Linked DNA regions of Bombyx mori: region 1 is linked to region 2. The links are chromatin contacts, called in public Hi-C maps. All regions are on one chromosome and are shown on one strand. The core of a region is the stretch at or near the end of the contact, and the rest is flanking DNA. Distances in the headings are between cores, read along the strand shown.

Region 1 (4,781 bases), core at 926-3,425, 960 kb after region 2:
CACCGTCCTCTCTGAACCTGCACAACCCACTGCTTGTGGCGAAGGGCTCAACGAGTAAATTAACCAATAAACACAGCCCACTGAGTTTCTAGTTGGATCTTCTCAGTGGAAGCTGAAATATCTCCCTCTGCTAGCCTCTCAAGGCTATCAGCATAGGTAGGGGAAAAGGATAACATCTTTATGCTACATTTACCGGAAACCTGACTTGTGCCTAGTGAATGCTTAGATTTAATTTAGTTTTGATCTAAAACATAAAACGTTTCTTAAGCAAAAATACCCATCTACTTGGTAAAAGTTCCTCTTAATAATATATAATAGATAAATGACTACACACAATGGACTATAATCATGTAGTGGACATATTTAATAATTTTACAGAGGTATTGTCAAGGAAGTGTGAGACGAAGTTGATGTAGAATAAAATTTATTCAGATTCATGCCTATTTCATTTACAATTTCAAATATTTAAATCGTGTTCCAATTTTATAAGCAGATATAATTTTTATTGCTCTTACATTATCAGTATCTGGTTCGTATTGTGATTTTAGAGTTCATTTATAAGAATAATTTTCACAATTTAAGTATTTTGCACAAGTAATTACAGTATGTTGACACAATGGTTATATTAAACGGAAAAGCAGTTAAATTCTGTGCCAATATGTGCAGAACCTCTGAATACAATGTTTGTTGTAAATCAGAAAATTTGTTATCAAGTTTGAGACAAAAGAGATCAATTTTGTGTGACTCAACTCTATGGAATATGGGCTATAAATATATAATATAAATAAAACTAATATTTAAATCATGGAGTAATCGGTTGTAAAGTAGTTGGAAATGTGAAAGAGAAAGTAGAAGGAATACTTAACTATATATGGAATTGCATGCTGCTTATTATTAATTTAAACTTTGGTTAAGTGTATGCATGACGTATGAGAGAGATGATAGTTGAAGAGCATCACAAAACTGTTTTCAGTTGAGCATATTATACAGTAGAGAGGATATGGAGAATGTATTAAAGATCAGTAAATGGCTTAGTTGCCCCTGTCAAACAATGGCGACAATTTTTGTTGTGATGTTGTTGGGCTCACTTTGAGAACGTTGTCAATATTTACCTATTATCAGTCCTTGTTCAACTATTTTATAAAGAATAAGAATGGTTCATAATCGCGTATACTCTGCCAAGATAAATATTTCCGCTTCGATGTAATAAACAAGATTTGTTGACTGTCCAATTTTGATGTTTTTTGTGCATTCAAAATTTTAAACACCAATATAAATGGTACATAAAACTGTCTTCGCGTAAAACGCTGCTATAAAACACTGTAAACTTGATACATCTTTACGTCACTGATAAATGTTTTAAAATTTTCATACGATTTCGCTGAACGCCACATTACCCTAAACAACAGGCGGCCATATTGTTAAAAGGTTGAAGAAGCAGACGGAAATTATCAAAAAGCTTCAAAACCAGGCCGTATGAATTAGTTTGTTAAAAAATAAAAATAGTTTTGACAATTTTATTAAATAGTTTAAATAGTATAAATCGTTTTGTCTCTTTATTATAGATCTGTCATTTAAAATTTATACTAATATTTTTAAGAATTTACAATAAAATTATTTAATTTACATTACTATACTACCCATACTAGTGCAATCCGTAGCATCGTTACTGTACATAAACCTGTAATACTGTACATAATACTGTGCTTAAACGTGTATTTGAGAGTTTTATAAGACTCTACAGCATAACTATAAGTAGCAAACCTGATCTTCATGAGTTTGGCTACTGTGCCTCGTAGAACTTCGTTTCTTCATTTCTTATCTTTGTTCAGAATTACTTTAAAAAATCTCTAAATTAGGATTAAAACAATTATTTTTTAACTTAAAGCCTTATTTTTTAAATAATCTAAACTTCACAACCATTATTTGAAAATTATAAACTACCCACCTCCCTTGTCTAAAACTAAACTATTCCTGCAAAGTGCCGGAAGCTTGGTGGATCATTCATCTTTCCTAATGATTCCGATAGGTGAACAGATGAATGGATCGGACGGTCTCATTATAATAAAACCCAACCAAAAAATATTTTAAACATAACTGAAAACGAGTTCGAGTCAGACATCTATTATCTTCCCTGAGGTGTTTTCTGTATCACTGTGAATACAACATTTCCGGCAGATTGGATGGCGTCTGAAAGCAATCTACGCACACATTACGTAGACTACAATCTAATGAAATTTAACTAGGTATATATAGCAAATATTTGATTCTTCGTCCTTTTCTAAATCTTACATTAGAAAATGAAAATTTTAAACAAGGAAAATGTATACGGTGTATAAGATTCAGATCTTCACGAATACTTGGATTTAGAAGCGATTCGTTAATATTTGAAGAGAACATCAGAACCTTTCTTTGAGGAAGCTGCACGGCGTAATAGCCCTCTTATCGTAGCCGCCGTAAATTACATTCCCGACCTATATGATGACAACGAACAATCGTCGTTGCCTTATTCGATCCAGGCCTTCGGCCTTCTTCAACCCAGTCTCAAGTACCCTCCACTAGCGTCGTAAAATCGAAGCTTAACTGAGAGTACTGAACCCCTATGACACTCACTGAGTTTCTCATTGAATCTTGATTCTTAACTGGTAGTAGATTCAGCGAAGCCAGAGCAGTGTTAACAATTTCTTTCAGGTAGAGGTCTGTGAGCTCGCCCACCACTGGCGTTGGTACAGATGGGTAGAAAATCGTTAAAAATACATTTTACCTAGTTCAAATTCACAATTTACAACAGCAGTTAAATTGTGGATTTCATTTCAAAACATTAACGAAAATATTTAAGGATCGGGTGCACATTGCTGTTATTGCAGATTTAACAAAGTTTCGACAACGGTCAGAAGACGGTCCTTCGGTGTGCTTAGTGCAAGTTTTTTAACTTCTCAATTGCGTAAAAGATCTCAAATTTGTATGTAGTGGAAACAGTGCCTCTGGCGGCAAACATGGGAACGCTATCTGATTCCAAAAATTTTATAATAGCTAAAAAAAGTTTATTATATCTTATTTACATAAATAGAACAAAATCAAAAAGTTTTTCTGCGTGCTTTATGACTAGCGACCAGAATACGGCCTCTGCCGACCTAGTTCTTATATCCTTTTCACTTACCGACATCGAGCAAAGAAGGATCGAGATGTATATATTGATTCATATTCTGAATATTTCAGAAAAAATTGTCTATGTCTGATCAATACTTTTTGGCAACACTAAGATCATATGATTGTTCAATAAAGAAGCACGTCTGATAGGCGTAGACTTCTTTCCCCGAGCCAGTCATTAATTTTCTGGCTCTATATCGGCCGTTTTTCGTGTTAGTGGTGTTAAAAATAAGCAGCAGCCATGGCGCTCAGCGATGCAGATGTTCAGAAACAGGTATTTGTTATAAACAAAACTGATTTATCTACAAAATCAAGTATTTTAAGGATTATATGTCACGATCATTGATCGGGATGTGCCATTGTAATTTCGACAACTCATAAGACTGCCTCGACTGGACTTCATGTTTTTGAGCATTATACTCCGTATTTTTGATCAGAATGTTTATATTTTTCAATTCAGATCAAGCACATGATGGCCTTCATCGAACAAGAGGCCAACGAAAAGGCCGAAGAAATCGATGCGAAGGCCGAGGAGGAGTTCAACATCGAAAAGGGCCGTCTTGTCCAGCAGCAACGTCTCAAGATTATGGAATACTATGAAAAGAAGGAGAAGCAGGTTGAACTTCAGAAGAAGATGTAGGTTTCCGTAAAACTAACATACAACCTTATGCATACTCAAAGAACATACGAACGAACAATCATGTGACCAAGCAGTATTGATTACGACTATTACGATTTCTCAAATTGAACATTCAATATGTATTAGGTGTTACAATAGAAAAGTCACAAAATTTCAAACAGAATAGAATTATCAAATAATCTAAAAAATTAGAAATTACGAATAGTAAAAATGAAACAATAATGAGATTTAATGTGACTTTTTATAGAGTAACTAATACATAATAATATAATGTAAATGACATTTTTGATTGACATGGGTGATCGTGACCACTAGCTATCAATCTCTTCATGCAGAGCCTTAAACAGTAAAAAAGAAGCATCACTTTAAAAACATAAAATATTGTGATGCAATTACATTTAAATAAAATCATCAATGAAAAGATGAAAAAAATTCAATTAATTCTATCCAGTATAACTAGTAGTTATAAAATTTAGACAACCACATTTAGAGAAAAACTTCACATTCAAGTTTTACATTGGTTGTGTGAATTGATTATAAAAGTGATAAATGGGATGGAATAATAAAATATAATTATTTAGATAAACATGATATCTTTTCAGAACACTAACACTTTGACATTCTTGTTCTGGGAATGACTTCATTATAAATGAAGATTTAATTATAATTCAAAATAATCTACAGTAGAGTTCAGAATATTTGTTTAAAAAAAATTGAAATGGGCAGATATAATTTCTTTTTAGGTTAAAAATCCATGCAATGTACTTAATAGTATTTATATCACTGAATGGATGATAAGGTCATTACACAAACTCACTATCTTGATAGATAGTTCTGATAAGAAAATCTTAGAAACACTTTTAACATAGCATTTTTTGTCTTAAAATTTAATGTTCTAAACATTTGTCTATGATAATAATGAGTAAAAACAAGAAACAAAATTAAAATTTGAAAAAAATACCAAATTAAAAAATTACTAAAAACCAAAGTC
Region 2 (4,483 bases), core at 1,833-4,332:
CGAGGAGTGAAGTTGTGAGATTTGTTTTATTTTGTCTGTTTGGTGTTTCTTCAGGTTTAAATGTGTAATAACAGTGGTTTATTAACTGTTTAATAACTGTGAAAGTGCACAAATGTGGGAAAATGAAACAAAACCGCTGGACATAACTTCTCGGGATCCTCCAAAAAGTCCACTGAAAAATCCAGTAAATGACCAACATTTTACTGAAATTATATTTGAGTCGACTATTATCAAAGCCGGCAATGTGACTTTTGGACAATTATTGGTAAATCAGACAAACGAATTATTGACTTTGTATTCCATTGGCAGTCACAAAACTCTTCTGAATGACATCTTAGATAAATAACAGGTTAAGTATTAACCTTTATTTAATGCAGGTTTTGAACCGTATTCTTTGAAGGAGACGATTATATTCAAATCAATCTGTATTGACATATCAATAACATTTTTTTGTCCAAATGCACAGATTGCCACCTTTGATAATAGACGACTCATTTCATCCCATGTCATTTCATTTCATTTAATTTCATCCCAGTTGATTATTGTCTCAAATTAGTCATCTTCATTTCATTTCATAATTTTTCATAAAAATAAGATATAAATTAAAATAAGACATCACTTGAAGGTCTTAGTTACCAGGTCATAAAATACCATGTAAAAAAAAAATTGTACTTCTTATGCTACAACTAGGTACTCCACACTATGGGGGAACCCTCCATAATCCACACTTCTGCCCTCCATACGCAATGACGTTTGTTTGATTGACCAGGCAAAGAAAGCGAAAACCATATTGTAGAACAAAGACCCAAGCCATGTCTATTGTATTTATTTTTTTATGATTGACGGTTTACTGGTTGCCCAGAGGCCTTTCCATTTTCACCAGGACAGGTGGGCGAGCAAGGCTTAGCCAGGAGGGAGGTTTTCTATTGCATTCTATCCGAGAAGCAACTTCCAACGAATATTGTATAAACGGATCCCCAGGGTGGCGGCGACAATTGAGACAATTTACATCCACACGAAATAATATATTCTCTTTAGTACACGTTACGGTGGGTAGAATACGAATGCAACAGAGATATGCTAACCGTCGGTATTTATACAATCATCTTGACCTATTTTAATACAAACTGAGTAGGTAATATTAAACATTGATCATCTTAATTATTCTGCTGATTATTTACGTACAATTATTATTTAATAATATCGAATTATGTAACAAATAACATTAAGGCTTATTGCGCCGGAAGCTGTCAAGCGGAAAGCGCCAATAAAATATTATAAGTATAAAGAAAATATGAATGAACTATTTACTTTTTTTTTTTTTTTTTTTTTTTTTTTTTTTTTTTTTTTTTTTTTTTTTTTTTTTTTTTTTTTTTTTTTTTTTTTTTTTTTTTTTTTTTTTTTAAAAGCTGATAGCCCTAGCGGCTATTTCAGCGTAGCCTTAACTTTAGTAGGTGAGCTCACGGGGCTCAAACCTGACGATGTTGCTAACACGAACCCTAGCAAGAGTCGTGCTTCGCAGAATCTACCACCGGATCGGAAACGCGACACACTGAGAAGATCCGGCGAGAAACTCAGTGGGCTGTGTCTGAGAGTTAATTTACTCGTCGAGCCCTTCGTCGCAAGCGACGGGTTCGACGAGAACGGTGACCGGTGCTTGAAGTACCTAAAAGCACCGTTAGTGGATCAGGAGGATCCGAGATGACGTGTTTAGGGCGACGTCGACTGCTTTCCATTCTGTCCGCAGGATCGGGAATGTAGTTACCGGCGGCCACGATGAGAGGGTTCTCGTGTCGTGCCGCTTTATCGAAGTGGCGCATGGACGCCGACTGCAGATACTTACTGATGGACTCTAAGTCCAGGTCGTCATGGAGGACGACGTTCCTGACGAACCACGGGGCTCCGACGGCTATCCTGCAAAAACGGGATTGAATAATTTGAAAGGATTTTAAGTGTATGCGAGCCGCGTGAGCGAACACTACACTTGCATAGGTCATGACGGGGCGTATGCAAGTTTTGTAGAGTGTCACCTTATTTCTAAGGGACATTTTACTTCGCCTACATATCATCGGGTAGAGACGTCCTAGGATGAAGGCGGCACGATCGCGTACCGTCTTGATGTGGGGGCGGAATGTCATCCTACTGTCGAGGGTGACGCCTAAATATTTGACCTTCGGGGCCCACGGTATGGGCTGGTCGTACATCGTGATTGGGCGAACGGCGGGGGCGGGGGTGTTGACGCGCCTAGTCGGGAGAGGGATGCTCAGCGTGGTGTTCGGAGGGCGACCCCTTTTGAAGAGCACCGCTGTGCTTTTCGTGGGGTTAATGTCGATGCGCCACTTCCGGAACCACTGTCCCATGGTGGTAGCTGCGGTCTGAAGTCGTCGATGAAGCAACGCCTTCTTCCTACACGAGTAGTAGATGGCGGTGTCATCGGCGAAGAGCGCCAGATGGGTCTCCGGAGACCGGGGTATATCGTTGATATACAAACTGAATAGTAACGGGGAGAGGGCGGAGCCTTGCGGGACTCCGGCTGTGACGTGACGGGGCCGGGAACGCGTTCCCTCGACTCGATATCGGAACGAACGGTTCGACAAGTAGTCTCGTATGATGAGCACGAGTCTGTCTGGCACTCCCATGTTATACAGTTTGTATATCAAACCGTTGTGCCAGACTTTGTCGAACGCCTTCGCTATATCGAAGAAGAGGGCTCCTGTCGGAATGGGGGTTTTTATTTACTTGATTATGAAATTACTAATTATATTATAAGAATAATAAGTTCTATATATTTTCTAAGTTCGTAAATAATTTATTATGTGAGGCCGGAAGTGTTGCTCGATAACAATTGTTCTACTCCTGTGCAGTTTCAGAGTTGCTAAACGGTTAATAAGAAAACTAAATTAACAAATTAAAACAATTATTCACAAAACTTCACGACTCATGTTCCGAATTATTTGAAAAAATAGGAATAAAAATTCTGAAAATAAGTTTTATATAAATGGAACTTTTATTTTTAGCCTATTTCTGTGTGATGATCGTTTTTTTTTTGTAATTTCATTATTCAGTAAAACTTCTTCATTATTAAAACAATAGAAACTCTATGAATTTAACTTAAATCAAGTGTGTCAAAAAGAAAATAAATTTAATTACCTTTTTACAAATAATAAGTAAACTTATTACAAGTAATAAAAAAATTAAAATGATTCTTTTAAATATTTAACTAAAATCAAAATTTCATTTTTATTTTCAAGAATCTATTTAGATTTTATTGGGTTGTGATGTATGCATTGGGAGTATGTTTCTGAACAGCTTGTGTCACTGCCTGGAACAATCAACAAACATTTGAAACATTTCCGAACGCAAACGATGCTTGACGGGACTGTTCAGTTGTTAAATATAGTGAACTTGTTTTGCTTATTCGCTTTCGAAGTGTTTTTAGTGTAATTTATCTGATTACTATTATGAAAGGTCAATTTAGACTATAGCAATGTTAAACCAAACTTCGACTGAAGCTTTGCTTTCAGCCGCTTATGTTGAAAACTACTTAGATTGCGTAGAAAACCTTCCAAATGATCTTCAGAGACATTTATCACGTATGCGGGAGCTTGACGTAACATATAGGGGTAAATCACACATTTGTTACTATATTTCTTCAAATCAATAACTAATAAACCCTTTTCAATTCTGAATTTATATGTTTGAAATGTAAATTTGTTTCGAAACAGCTTTGTTGACGTTTTCTTTCAACCTAATTACGTATGCATTCCTTTGTATATTTTATGTTCTTAGCACCGAAATAGCCCAGGTTTTAGTTTTTAAATTACATTTCTATCAATAATTTTCAGTTTGTTTCACTTTTCGTGCATTTAGAGGTTATTGCAATTTGCCTTCATGCCCCTAATTTGTTAAATACTTTTGCTCACTAATCGATTTTTTTACTAATTAACTAGACTGAAGTTTAAATTTAAAGAAACCCCTATTAATATAGAAGTTCAATTTGATCCAATTACTAATAATGATTTGTATTTTTTAATGATTTCTTTAATAAAATTATGTTTCTCAACATTCTATAGTCATCAACGTATATAATATGATATACAGTTCTACGGTCATTTGAAAATCAAGATAGAAGAAGGACACAAAGCTGTTCTGTAATTGAAATTTATTTTTTCAACAGAATGTTTGCGTGAGGCAGAAAAGCATCTAAATATTTGTATAGGATCAAGCACAGAGGAACGCCGTCGAACCAGAGCTGCACTACGCCTACAAACAGTTTTAGTTGCTGCACAAGAGATAGGAGATGAGAAACTACAAGTTGTACAAATATTACAAGATCTCATCGACAACAAACAAAGGTCACTTGATTCTGATCACAAAAAATTATGTAAGTCAAATTTTGCCTTATATAGAAATGTAATTATTTAATGTAAATCAATTTAATTACAATATGTTATTGGTCTACCAACAGTATCTTGTATAGAAG

Evidence for each region. Hi-C and Micro-C count contacts between places; a contact is called where the count stands out from the background.
Region 1: a Hi-C map of whole pupa shows a contact between it and region 2, with 2.6 times the contacts expected there. The contact joins the promoter of LOC101745492 here to the promoter of LOC101740695 in region 2. A contact is called at or near these places in 2 of 7 Hi-C or Micro-C datasets (posterior silk gland and whole pupa).

Annotation. Positions count from the first base shown.
Region 1 is chr7:7,420,801-7,425,581 of ASM3026992v2, forward strand. LOC101745492 (regulator of gene activity) reads right to left here and starts at 2,176. Exons shown (of 9, transcript XM_021351388.2): 1 at 1,765-2,176. The coding sequence starts at 1,815. LOC732990 (vacuolar ATP synthase subunit E) reads left to right here and starts at 3,285. Exons shown (of 5, transcript NM_001046986.1): 1 at 3,285-3,424; 2 at 3,611-3,786. The coding sequence starts at 3,392.
Region 2 is chr7:6,459,286-6,463,768 of ASM3026992v2, forward strand. It overlaps LOC101740695 (inhibitor of growth protein 1), which reads left to right and starts at 3,083. Exons shown (of 5, transcript XM_004931249.5): 1 at 3,083-3,623; 2 at 4,178-4,384; 3 at 4,469-4,483. The coding sequence starts at 3,488.